Linked DNA regions of Zea mays: region 2 is linked to region 1. Evidence: chromatin contacts called from public Hi-C data. All regions are on one chromosome and are shown on one strand. Each heading gives the region's core, a stretch centred on a gene start, on an enhancer-like site or on the middle of the called end of the contact. The rest is flanking DNA. Distances are from core to core; before and after follow the strand shown. Region 1 holds the start of LOC100383857 (U-box domain-containing protein 31). Region 2 holds the start of LOC541815 (non-symbiotic hemoglobin).

Evidence for each region. A called contact is a pair of places that touch in the nucleus more often than the background predicts.
Region 2: a Hi-C map of tassel shows a contact between it and region 1, with 4 times the contacts expected there. The contact joins the promoter of LOC541815 here to the promoter of LOC100383857 in region 1. A contact is called at or near these places in 5 of 25 Hi-C or Micro-C datasets (bundle sheath, ear, endosperm and 2 more).

What each region holds. Positions count from the first base shown.
Region 1 is chr9:151,278,395-151,283,601 of Zm-B73-REFERENCE-NAM-5.0, forward strand. It overlaps LOC100383857 (U-box domain-containing protein 31), which reads right to left and starts at 2,897. Exons shown (of 1, transcript NM_001176487.1): 1 at 586-2,897. The coding sequence starts at 2,478. The coding sequence ends at 1,087.
Region 2 is chr9:151,552,502-151,557,708 of Zm-B73-REFERENCE-NAM-5.0, forward strand. It overlaps LOC541815 (non-symbiotic hemoglobin), which reads left to right and starts at 2,601. Exons shown (of 4, transcript NM_001111496.2): 1 at 2,601-2,894; 2 at 3,046-3,160; 3 at 3,294-3,410; 4 at 3,525-3,850. The coding sequence starts at 2,770. The coding sequence ends at 3,665. It overlaps LOC100383877 (Electron transporter), which reads left to right. Exons shown (of 11, transcript NM_001346589.1): 10 at 1-33; 11 at 182-663. The coding sequence ends at 574.

The sequences.
Region 1 (5,207 bases), core at 1,647-4,146:
ATATAAAGCAGGTCACCAAATTTACGAACTCTCTATAAAACTCAATTATCAACCTCTTTAGGAGTTAGGACTCCCTAAACATTGTTGGCGCTAAGTCTATCTTAAAAAGCATACTTCAGCCACAGTTTCGAAACATCGCACCGCCCCGTTGACCACAAACCTATTTTCAGGATCTAAACATCTTGACACCGTCAACAATAGACAACCCCTTGTGTGTCGAGGTGTCGTCAGAGCACCTCATATGTTGCCTTCACGTGTCACGCGTCGCCGCGACCGCATGATCTTTCATCGACAACTCTAACCTCCCAAAATGTTAAAGAATGTTGTTGATCCTGATATCTACCGCCAGTTCATTTAAAAATAGAAAGCAAATCATTTTTTACTGACAAATTTTAAAAATTAGTAACCAATAGATAGAGAACTGTTGGAGCATAAATATTTTTTTTACTTATTAAAATGCTTTAGCAGCTTCTAAATCTATAATTTAGGGTTGCTAAATTTACATAATTGTTGGAGATGAAAGAGCACACACTTCCACAATTTGACTAGGCAGTACTCGATCAAGATGACAATTCAATTTTTTTTCCCGGAGCAATGGCAATGTATATTCCAGTGTAGAAGCAACAGTACTGTGTAATTACAAGGAAGGGAACGACATCTACAGCTCTGAGATACCCACATTGCCAAAAATCTAAGTTTGCTGGTTTTGCTTAATGCTAGCTACTCCTAATGGCAAAACTGGCTGTACTTACCACCCAGCCTCATGTGCTTATTGAGCTGATCAAATTCTCAACAATTTGCATGTACACCCGCCTGCTTGCCATCTAACTTGCCAGTCATTAGGCTGCATCGCTTCTTGTCTCCCCGGAAATTGTTGTGGTAACCACCAGTCTTGCCATCTGCTCAACCACCCAAATCTCTTCAGATAAGATGCTAGAGCTAAAACTGCAAGTTTATCTATACATGCACATTACCATTCGTCAATTTGCCAACTCCATTTCCTTGGAACTCTGAACTCAGCAAGGTCAATCAACAAACCACGCATCATCGAACCAAATCAGATCAGACCAGCATCATTTGCATCTCTCACTGAATTGTCCTTGTGAGTTTGCACTTGGAGATGAAGAGGGTGTCGGTGTAGTTGAGGCGGCACAGCTTGAGCAGCTCCGACGCCTTCTGCTTCAGCTCCGGCGCACAACCACTTTGGATGACAAGCAGAAGCTTCGCCGCCAACCCAGCCTCCACTGCAGCAGGTGCACATTCTTCCGGAGCCATCCGACACACCGTCCACAGCATCGACAGCGCGCGTCTAGTGCATGCCTCTGAAACTCTCATCAGCAACCGGACAGCATTGGGGATCGTCCGCGGACAATCCTTAAGAGCCATCCTCCCCTCTGGAACCGCAGACAGGGCATCCAAGATGTCCAAAGCCGGCTCGACACACTCCGTCGCTAGCTCCGGCAACAATTCCACCAGCTGCGGCACCGCACCGATGCTAACAACCATACACCTCGCTGGCCTGTGCACCGCGCAGATCGAATTCAGCAGCTCGAGCCCCGCGGCCACACCGTCCGGATGCCGCTTGTCCCGGATGAGGCGCATGACGCCGACCAAGAGGCTGAGGCTCGCCACCGTCTCCGGCCGGAAACCCCTCTCGACCATGAGGATGCGGATGAGGCGGACACAGTTGATCTTGGTGTCCGCGGCGCCCTCGTTGAGCATGTCGACCACGAGCGACACCTTCGCCGGCTGCATGAGCGCGGCCTTGGTGTCAGCGTCAAGCAGCACCCCGCTGACGAGTATCGCGACGGCCTCGGCCCCCACGGCGTGGGACGTGAAGGGTCCGAGCAGCGACGTGAGCAGGGCCACGCCGCCGGCCTCGGCGATGGCCTTGGTGACGGACTGGTGGGCGGCGGCGAGGGTGCGCAGCTCCCGCAGCGCCGCGACGCGGGCCTGGCCCTTGAGGGGCTGCCGCCTGGGCACCGCCGTGCCGCGGAGGCTGCCGACGAGGTCGGCGGCGCGGCCGTGGAAGTCGGCGGAGCGCTTCTTAAACCTCGTGTACCGGCGGGAGAACCAGGCGGCGATGAGCTGCCGGAGGGTGGCGTTTGGGGTGAGCGCGTCGTCCCAGAGCTCCTGCATCGTGGTCGGGCAGGTCCGGTGGCCCAGGGCTAGCCACCGCGAGATGTTGGCCCGCTCGTACGTCTGCCCCGTGCAGAGCGTCACCGGATCCACCATGGGCTCGAGCGAGATCGGGCAGATGAAGACCGCCGGCACCGCCTCGTCCCCGCCGCCGCCGCCGCCGTCCCCGGCCGCCGCGTCCAGCTCGTCCATCATCCTGCGCAGCTCCACGGGCTGCTTGCCATCGTCCCCCGCCGCCGCACCCACGGGCTCCAGCGCGCCCCCGAGGATGCCATCCTTGAGCGCGGTGTCGATATCGAGCTCCTGCCCGCCGCAGGGCAGCTCCTGGTACTGTGGCATTGTGGCGGCGCAGTGACGACTCCCCTCCCCTCCCCTCCCGCCCCGCGCACACCACCACCACCACCACCACGACGGACGGCGAGGCCCTTCTAGCAGCTAGCGCGCAGGCCCCGGAGGCGACGGAATGATGGGGCGAATCATGGGGTGGCTTATCGCCATCATCGTCAGCACCGTCCTCCTTTCTTGCACTCTTTCTTGACCAAGTTGCTTTTCTTGGAATCGCGGGGTTGCTCCGCGACAGCAGCTAGCTACGGGGAGTGAAAAGGCGGACGAGCGAACAGGGCGGCGGAGGTGGGAGCTCTCGGGTTTGGATCGGGAGTGGATGGCGGCGAGTGATGCAGGACAGAGATATGGGGGAAGATCTGATGGGGGGTAAAGGAAGGGGAAAACCCAGGGGGGGAGTGGAGGGGGGATGGGGAAGACCCAGGGGGAGTGGGAAACTGGGAGAATTTGAGATCCAAGTCCAAAGCTATAGTGGGTGGTGTGGAGAGAAGACGAGAGAGAGCGAGAATATCTAGATTGGAGTATTTTGTGTCGCCATTTTTCTTTTTCTTTTTTGTGTGTTCGAGGGCAGAGGAAGTGAGTGTGAGAGAATTGGACGGATATGTGGCCGTGGGGACCGGTCCCTTGCTTTGCTGACTCACTGACACTTCGCGTGTGGATGGGCCTCCCTGCACACCCTCTGTCACCTCCATTGGGTTTTCATTGCTTTTCCTTCATATATTATTTGTTTTTTTAATACAAAAAAAACTCTTTTTTTTTGCTGATTCTATGGATGGACAGAAGCGGGAAATTGGTCTATGCCAGAACCCAGAAGCGAAGACCAGGAAAAGCGATGGAGCACAATAATAACAATATATTATATATGTAGGCGTACCACATGCAGTAGAATCTTGCAGAAAATGGCGGCATGTATTTCTTTGTTTCTGCGTGATGGCATTCTTTACCCTGATGTGACCTCTGCTTCCATGGTTCCATTCCGAAGAAACGGGTGCCGCGTTTTCCCTTTTTTGTCGATTGAGTTCTTCCTTTTTATTTTTCAACAAGGGCGAAGGTGAACAAGGAGGCCGAGACGGAAGCAAGAGTGCAAGACCAGAAGGTCAGAAGAGCGTGCGCACTGTGTACTACGACGGGCGTGGCGCGCACTGCGTAGTCCTCTTCCTCTCTGCAGTCGGCACGCGGGCAGCACGTGCGTGCACTGGCTGATATCACCCCGGTCACCGTGACCGCGTTGGCAGAGCCGCAGAGGTACTGGTGACCCCCCCACCCCCGTGGCCCGCGACCACCACGTTTGGTACGCTACGCTTTGCATCGGACGGGGCGTGCTCAGTCTGTTGGTCATTTTGCCTTTCGAAGGCAGCCCAGTGCAGAGCGATTTGAAACCTAACAACAACGACGCCTGGCTGCTGCGGATTCACCCGTATCTCGCTTTCAGTGGTCTCTACTGCGCCGCGCTTGTTCTGACAGTCAGCGTTAAGCCTGCCTGACGGAACCCGGGAGGACGGACGGGTAGCCCAGGAAGGAAGAGCATTCCCCTCCCCAACTCTTGAGAAGAGAAAAGAATCAAACATGGCGAGACACCACACGTGCAGTGGGCACCAGGTTGGGGGGAGCCTCTTTCTTTAATCACGTGGATCTGCTACGACCATGACCGAGACGAGACCGTGACCGGTGCAAAGATTTTGGTTGCCTACCTCAATTGCCACAATTTGCCTAACTTTTCTGCCTAAGGTTAGTTATTCAATTCGAACGACTAACCTTAGGCAAAGTGTGGCACATTTAACCACAAACCAAACATGCTCTTAGTATATCATGCGAGAGAGAGAGAGAGAGAGAGAAAAAACAAGCAAAAAAGGCGTCCGAAAACATAAAGGCAAAAGAAGCGCGGACGCGGACGCTACTGGGCAAGGAAAGCCAAGCTGTCTGAGCATTCAAATTGCGTTCGTTTCCCGTCCCGGCCCCGGGCCCCCCGCCAGTACTGACTGGCAGGAATTTAAACCTGGCTGGACGGTGATCTCATCGCTACCCAGCCGTAGAGGGTACTTGACGTATACTCCTAGTACTACGTACGCGCGCACAGGCGTGCGGACGCCGCAAGTCAAACGCGCGCGGGCTTGCCGCCGCAAGCTTGCGTTGCGACTTGCGAGTGGTGGACGCGACGCGACGCGACGCAACGCAACGCAACGACGAGCGCACACGCAGACGCGTCGTCGGCTTCCCGCACTAGTCAAATCCGTCGGATCCAGCGCGATGCGTGCTCACGCGGTCGCGCCCACTCCACTGATGCCGCAGCAGCACAGGGACAGGGAATAGTGTACAGTACCGGCTGGCCGGTGTTGTCGTTCCTTTGCTTTTGCGTGCTCCGAAGCACGGGCAGCGGTGGCGCGGGAGGTGCGCGAGGCCCGGCATTGACTCACTGGCCCAGCAAAGCAACGCCGTGCGGCTGTGCGAGAGCACAGGAGCGCGACGTACTACTACGTCGCAGTACGTCCGTGCAGTCCTCCCGACATGGGGCGCTCGCTCGCTCGCGTGACGGCCGCCTGTCGCCAGCTCGCCGTGCCATGGATGCTGGACGCTCCCACGCTCGGCGTCGCGGGCCTCGCCTCTGTGCCGGCTGCGCGCGCTGTCATGCCATGGCATGGGCGCCAGGCTCCTGCCGGCCGATACACGAACCGGGGGTCGGGCGTTCAGCACGGCCGGCAGCAAAAGCCCCCGCGTCAGTTCCTGCT
Region 2 (5,207 bases), core at 1,351-3,850, 270 kb after region 1:
GCACTGTCCTCCGGTAGCTACTCGGATCCAGTGGTAGGTAGCACGTAGGCAGGCTTCATCAAACGCACACCCAGTAGTACGGCCGGTACCCACCAAATTCCAACGAGACGCGCACATACATCACGTACGGCACGAAAACTCCGATGCATTCATCTCCTTCAATCCAACTGTACCCTTCCAGGTGCGGCTCTACAGCCCCAAGAGCCTGTTCCAGCAGCTGGAGGCGGCGAAGGAGGAGCACATCCGCGCCAACGTCGCCGTCGGCGTGCGCGGGCGGGGGCAGCGCAAGATCATCCTCCCCAGGGCCCTGGAGCTGTACGCGAGGGACGCCGGGCTGGGTGCGCAGGAGGTGGTGGCCGCGGTCGCGTGCCACCTGCCCGACGGCCTCCGGGACGCCGTGCGCCGGAGCCCGCCGGCCGGGCGGGCGCGCGGCGGCGTGGAGTGGAAGCCCCACAACCTGGCGTTCCGGTACCTGCTGGCCAAGGAGCTGGTCGGCGGGTCGCCCGCGTGCGGGCGGCAGCAACTTAAGAAATGCGGCCCCCCGATCGGTGCGCCGCTGCGTGCTGATCGGTGATCCGTCAGCAGATCGCCGTGGGTCCGTGGCCGTGCCGAGCCGAGCCCGAGGTGCGGTGCGGGGGTATCAGGGTCTGTATGTACAGAGGGAGATGGACAGGAAGATGATCTGAATAGTGTGCGCTCTGCTGTAGCTAGTTTGGATCATTCTGATTGGATGGGATTGAAATGAATATGAGTGTATCCTAACTTGCCCTCAATCCCATGAAAAATAAGTGTATCCAAATTAGCCTTCAAGTGTGAATAGTGCCACATGAATTCTTACCTTAGGACTTGTTTAGGAGCTGTTTAGGAGCTAGAGGAATGAAGAGAATTAAAAAGGCTAAAATCATTTTGATATTTAATTTTAAATAAAGAGAGGATTTTAATCTCTCTAATCCTTTCTATTCCTCTTGCCCGTAAACATGCCTTACTTGCCACTTGGAACGCAATAAATCCGAAAGAAGCTTTAGAGAACCTCTAAAATTAATAGTTAGCTCTAAAATTAATAGTTAGCTATTAAACAATAGTTGTTAGGTTCCAAACATCATCAGTTAATACCGTAGCTAATTGTTAGCTATTTTATAACTAACAATTAATTTATTAGCTGGCTTAATCTAGCTAGCTCTAGGTCTAGGGTTCCAACCAAGTATCTTAGGTAGTGTTTGGTTGAAGAGTCAAGTAGAATGGAACCGTTCTGTTTCAGTTTTGTTGCTGTTTGGTTACAAAGTAACTAGAACAGAATGACTCCAATTAGGGAATATTTTCCTCAGATCCGGAACCATTCCGCTCCAAAAAATCAACCGGACGGAGCCGCTCCGTTCCCATCTCGCTCTCACAGTCACGCTCCGTTCCGTTCACTCTGCAACCAAACAAAAAACAGAGTCGCTCCGTTCCAGATTACCAAACACAGAACAGAGTGGCTCCGTTTCATAGAATCAGGAATGGAACGACTCCGTTCTACTTGACTCCTCAACTAAATACTACCTTACATAGCAGTTCGCACAAACCAGGGGCGTGTTCGACTGGCTACAAGCCGACACTGTTGCAGCTGTTTGGACTGCTGCAGCTGCAATCCATAGAGAGAAAAATACTGTAGAAGCCGCAGCCGGATTGCAGCCGCAGCAAGCCGCAGCGAACAAGCTGCAACTCGTTTCCGTTGGAGGAATCAGGAACGTTTCCACGTTCCATTAAATTCCAGGGCCTGGTTTCCACGTTTCCGCTGTACAAGATACCGTCCAGACCTGACCAGCTGGAAACTGGCCCAGGAGCAGGAAAAAAAAGGCCCGGACACTTTGCCAGGCGTTGTCGGAACGTCCCGTCGATGTTCGGAAACGAGCACGACCCGTCGACTCCTGCTTCTTGGCGGAGAAGAAAGGGGACGACGAGCGAGCGTTTTGACTTTGATTTCCTCGCTAAAACCGGCCGCTGTTTTTGCTTTCCGCGCGAGCCGCCCACGTTATTGACTGACGCTGGTGCGAGAGCGCTGCTGCCTCTGCGGTTGCCGTCTGCGCTCCAGTGGTAGCCGAGAATATTGTTAGGTCCGTAGGATCAGATTTGCTACGTACTAAAAAAATTCCTTAAACTTTAATTGTGTATTTTTTTTAAAAAAAATTATAGCATTTATCAGCAACAAAACTCTAAAAACATGTTTAGTTCGCTGCTTAATTTATCACATATTGTCTAAATTTTATATATAAATTATTTAATTCGAACGACTAACCAGAACCCAGACCTACAATAAATTTGCCCCCGCTGCTGCGCTCCCCAGCTCCCCAAGTCCCTAACCCGCCCTCGCTTTGTCGCCGCGGCACACGGTTTTGGCCGTGGACAGGACAGTTGCACCCTAGCCCCATTGGCCGATTCCGAGCTAGGAAGGAGTATATGCGTATCGGTAGTAACCGAGGAGCAACGCAACATGTCCACAGCCCGCGCGCTGGTAACGGGTCCATGCGTCTTGGCTCATCAGGTGCCCCAAGGGACGCCCTCGCCCGGTCTGACCCACCTATATAAACTTAAAACTTGTGCCCCAACATCATCAGTTCGTATCACACCCAACCTCCCACTGTAAAAAAGAGCAGCGGAACGTGCGTGCATCCATCCATCCATCCATTTCCAATCCCAATCCCAATCCCACCAGTGTCCAGTGCTCGGGGAACCGACACAGCTCCTCAGCAGAGTAGCCAGCACGACAAGCCCGATCAGCAGACAGCAGGCATGGCACTCGCGGAGGCCGACGACGGCGCGGTGGTCTTCGGCGAGGAGCAGGAGGCGCTGGTGCTCAAGTCGTGGGCCGTCATGAAGAAGGACGCCGCCAACCTGGGCCTCCGCTTCTTTCTCAAGTACGTACGTTTCCGTGCCGCTGGCTGGTGCTGGTGCTGGTGCTGGTGCTGGTGCCTGCGTTTGGGTTGCACCGGCGGCCATCGCAATTCGCACCTAGCTAGCTGCTCCTTGTCTAACGGGGGCGCCGCCCGCCGTCCGCTCCTGCCGCAGGGTCTTCGAGATCGCGCCGTCGGCGAAGCAGATGTTCTCGTTCCTGCGCGACTCCGACGTGCCGCTGGAGAAGAACCCCAAGCTCAAGACGCACGCCATGTCCGTCTTCGTCATGGTACGTACGTTCTCATGCTAGCTCCCACGCTAGCTAGCATCGATCGATCGATCGAGATGTGATGATCGAGCGGCAAAAAGGACTGACTGACAGGACTGTGTGTCTCTCGCTGTCATTGTCAATGCTGCTGCAGACCTGCGAGGCGGCGGCGCAGCTTCGCAAGGCCGGGAAGGTCACCGTGAGGGAGACCACGCTCAAGAGGCTGGGCGCCACGCACTTGAGGTACGGCGTCGCAGATGGACACTTCGAGGCAAGTCAAAACCGCCCGCCCAACATGTCAATTCACCTCTATTCCTGACTCTGGCTTGGAAAGGCAGCAAGAACGAAAGCATTGAGATTGAAACACGCGCTTGAATACATACAGGTGACGGGGTTCGCGCTGCTTGAGACGATCAAGGAGGCGCTCCCCGCTGACATGTGGAGCCTCGAGATGAAGAAAGCCTGGGCCGAGGCCTACAGCCAGCTGGTGGCGGCCATCAAGCGGGAGATGAAGCCCGATGCCTAGTAGTGGCGATTGCGACCAGTGTTTAACCCATGACGCAGCGCCGTCACAGATGTCCCGTGTGGTCTTGCGCTTTAGCAATTTCTCTCTGGAGGGAGCGTGTATTGTTATCTTGTGATCGAGAGCCTGTGTGCTGCCTTTGCTTCTTGTGATTATATAGCTACTGAATAAAGATGTAGCGTTCTTCAGCCTGTTACATCGAATTCAAAAAGATTCTATTTCGTTACTAGAACAAATGCTTCGTTAAAATTATTCCCACTTTTCGAGCTTTTATGAAAGGGAAAACAAAATAATGAAAGGTTATGTAGCGATATTCTCAAAAGTTGGAAGTAATTATGTAAATATATATCCTATAGTATTTCGATATCCTTCGGTGAGCAATGACTGAGCAATAACTAGTGACCAATATATCTGTAGCTAGTTGGGCCGACAATCCTAAACTAAAGAGTACGCTTGCTATTCGCACGCATAGGTGGACCTCACATAGGAAGGCCCACGTACAGCCCAACCGAGAGAACAGGTATCCTACCAGCGGTTGCAAAAGGGGGAAAAATTTTTCTGGGCAGAGGTAAACCTGACTTTTATGGTATATAGTCAGCTGCACGTGTATTGCTATGATTTCTATATATCATATATAGGTAGACATTGTTTTAATAAAACACAAAAAACATGTGTTTTGTTGGATAAGTGGGTGCGAATAAGAAGTTGACAACTAAGATATGAACTAATACTTATCTACAATTTTACCTTATGTTTACATAAAGCGGAAAAGGAAAGGGTAACATGTGACAACTGTAAAATCGTGAAAAAGCACAACAACAGAACACAAAGCTATTTGAAGCTCAAGGGTCAAGGCAGGAACCAAAGCTATTTGAAGCCCAAAACAAAAATCAAAGCTATTCAGTTAAGCCACCTTATAACAAAACGACAAGGCCTAAAGGACTCCCTTCACTTTGAGGTCTTCAATTTTCTTCTAAAAAATATACAACAAACTCTTTATCACAATCTCAACATCCTCTTATTACTGAAAGTCGCGTAGAGGGGGTGAATAGGCGGAATCTGAAATTTATAACTTAAAACACAAGCTACAAGCCAGGGTTAGCGTTAAAACTTAAAAACAAGTCCGGGAGAGAGGGGAAAACAAATCAAGAGCAAATCATGCGGATGACAAGGTGATTTGTTTTACCGAGGTTCGGTTCTAAAGAACCTAGTCCCCGTTGAGGTGGTCAGAAAGACCGGGTCTCTTTCAACCATTTCCCTCTCTCAAACGGTCACTTAGACTGAGTGAGCTTTCTCCTTAATTCTCACGGGTCACTTAGACCCCGCAAGGACCACCGCACAATTGGTGTCTCTTGCCTTGCTTACAAAACACTTGGGAATAAGAATGAAGAAGGAAGAAAGTGTTCCAAGAAACAAGAGCGTAAAGAACACAAACAAAACTCTCTCTTAAGTCAGTAACTGATTGGAATGGATTTGGGACTTGGAGAGGCTTTGATTCTATTGAATTGTGTCTAGGAGTAAATGCACTAGCTCTTGTATTGAATG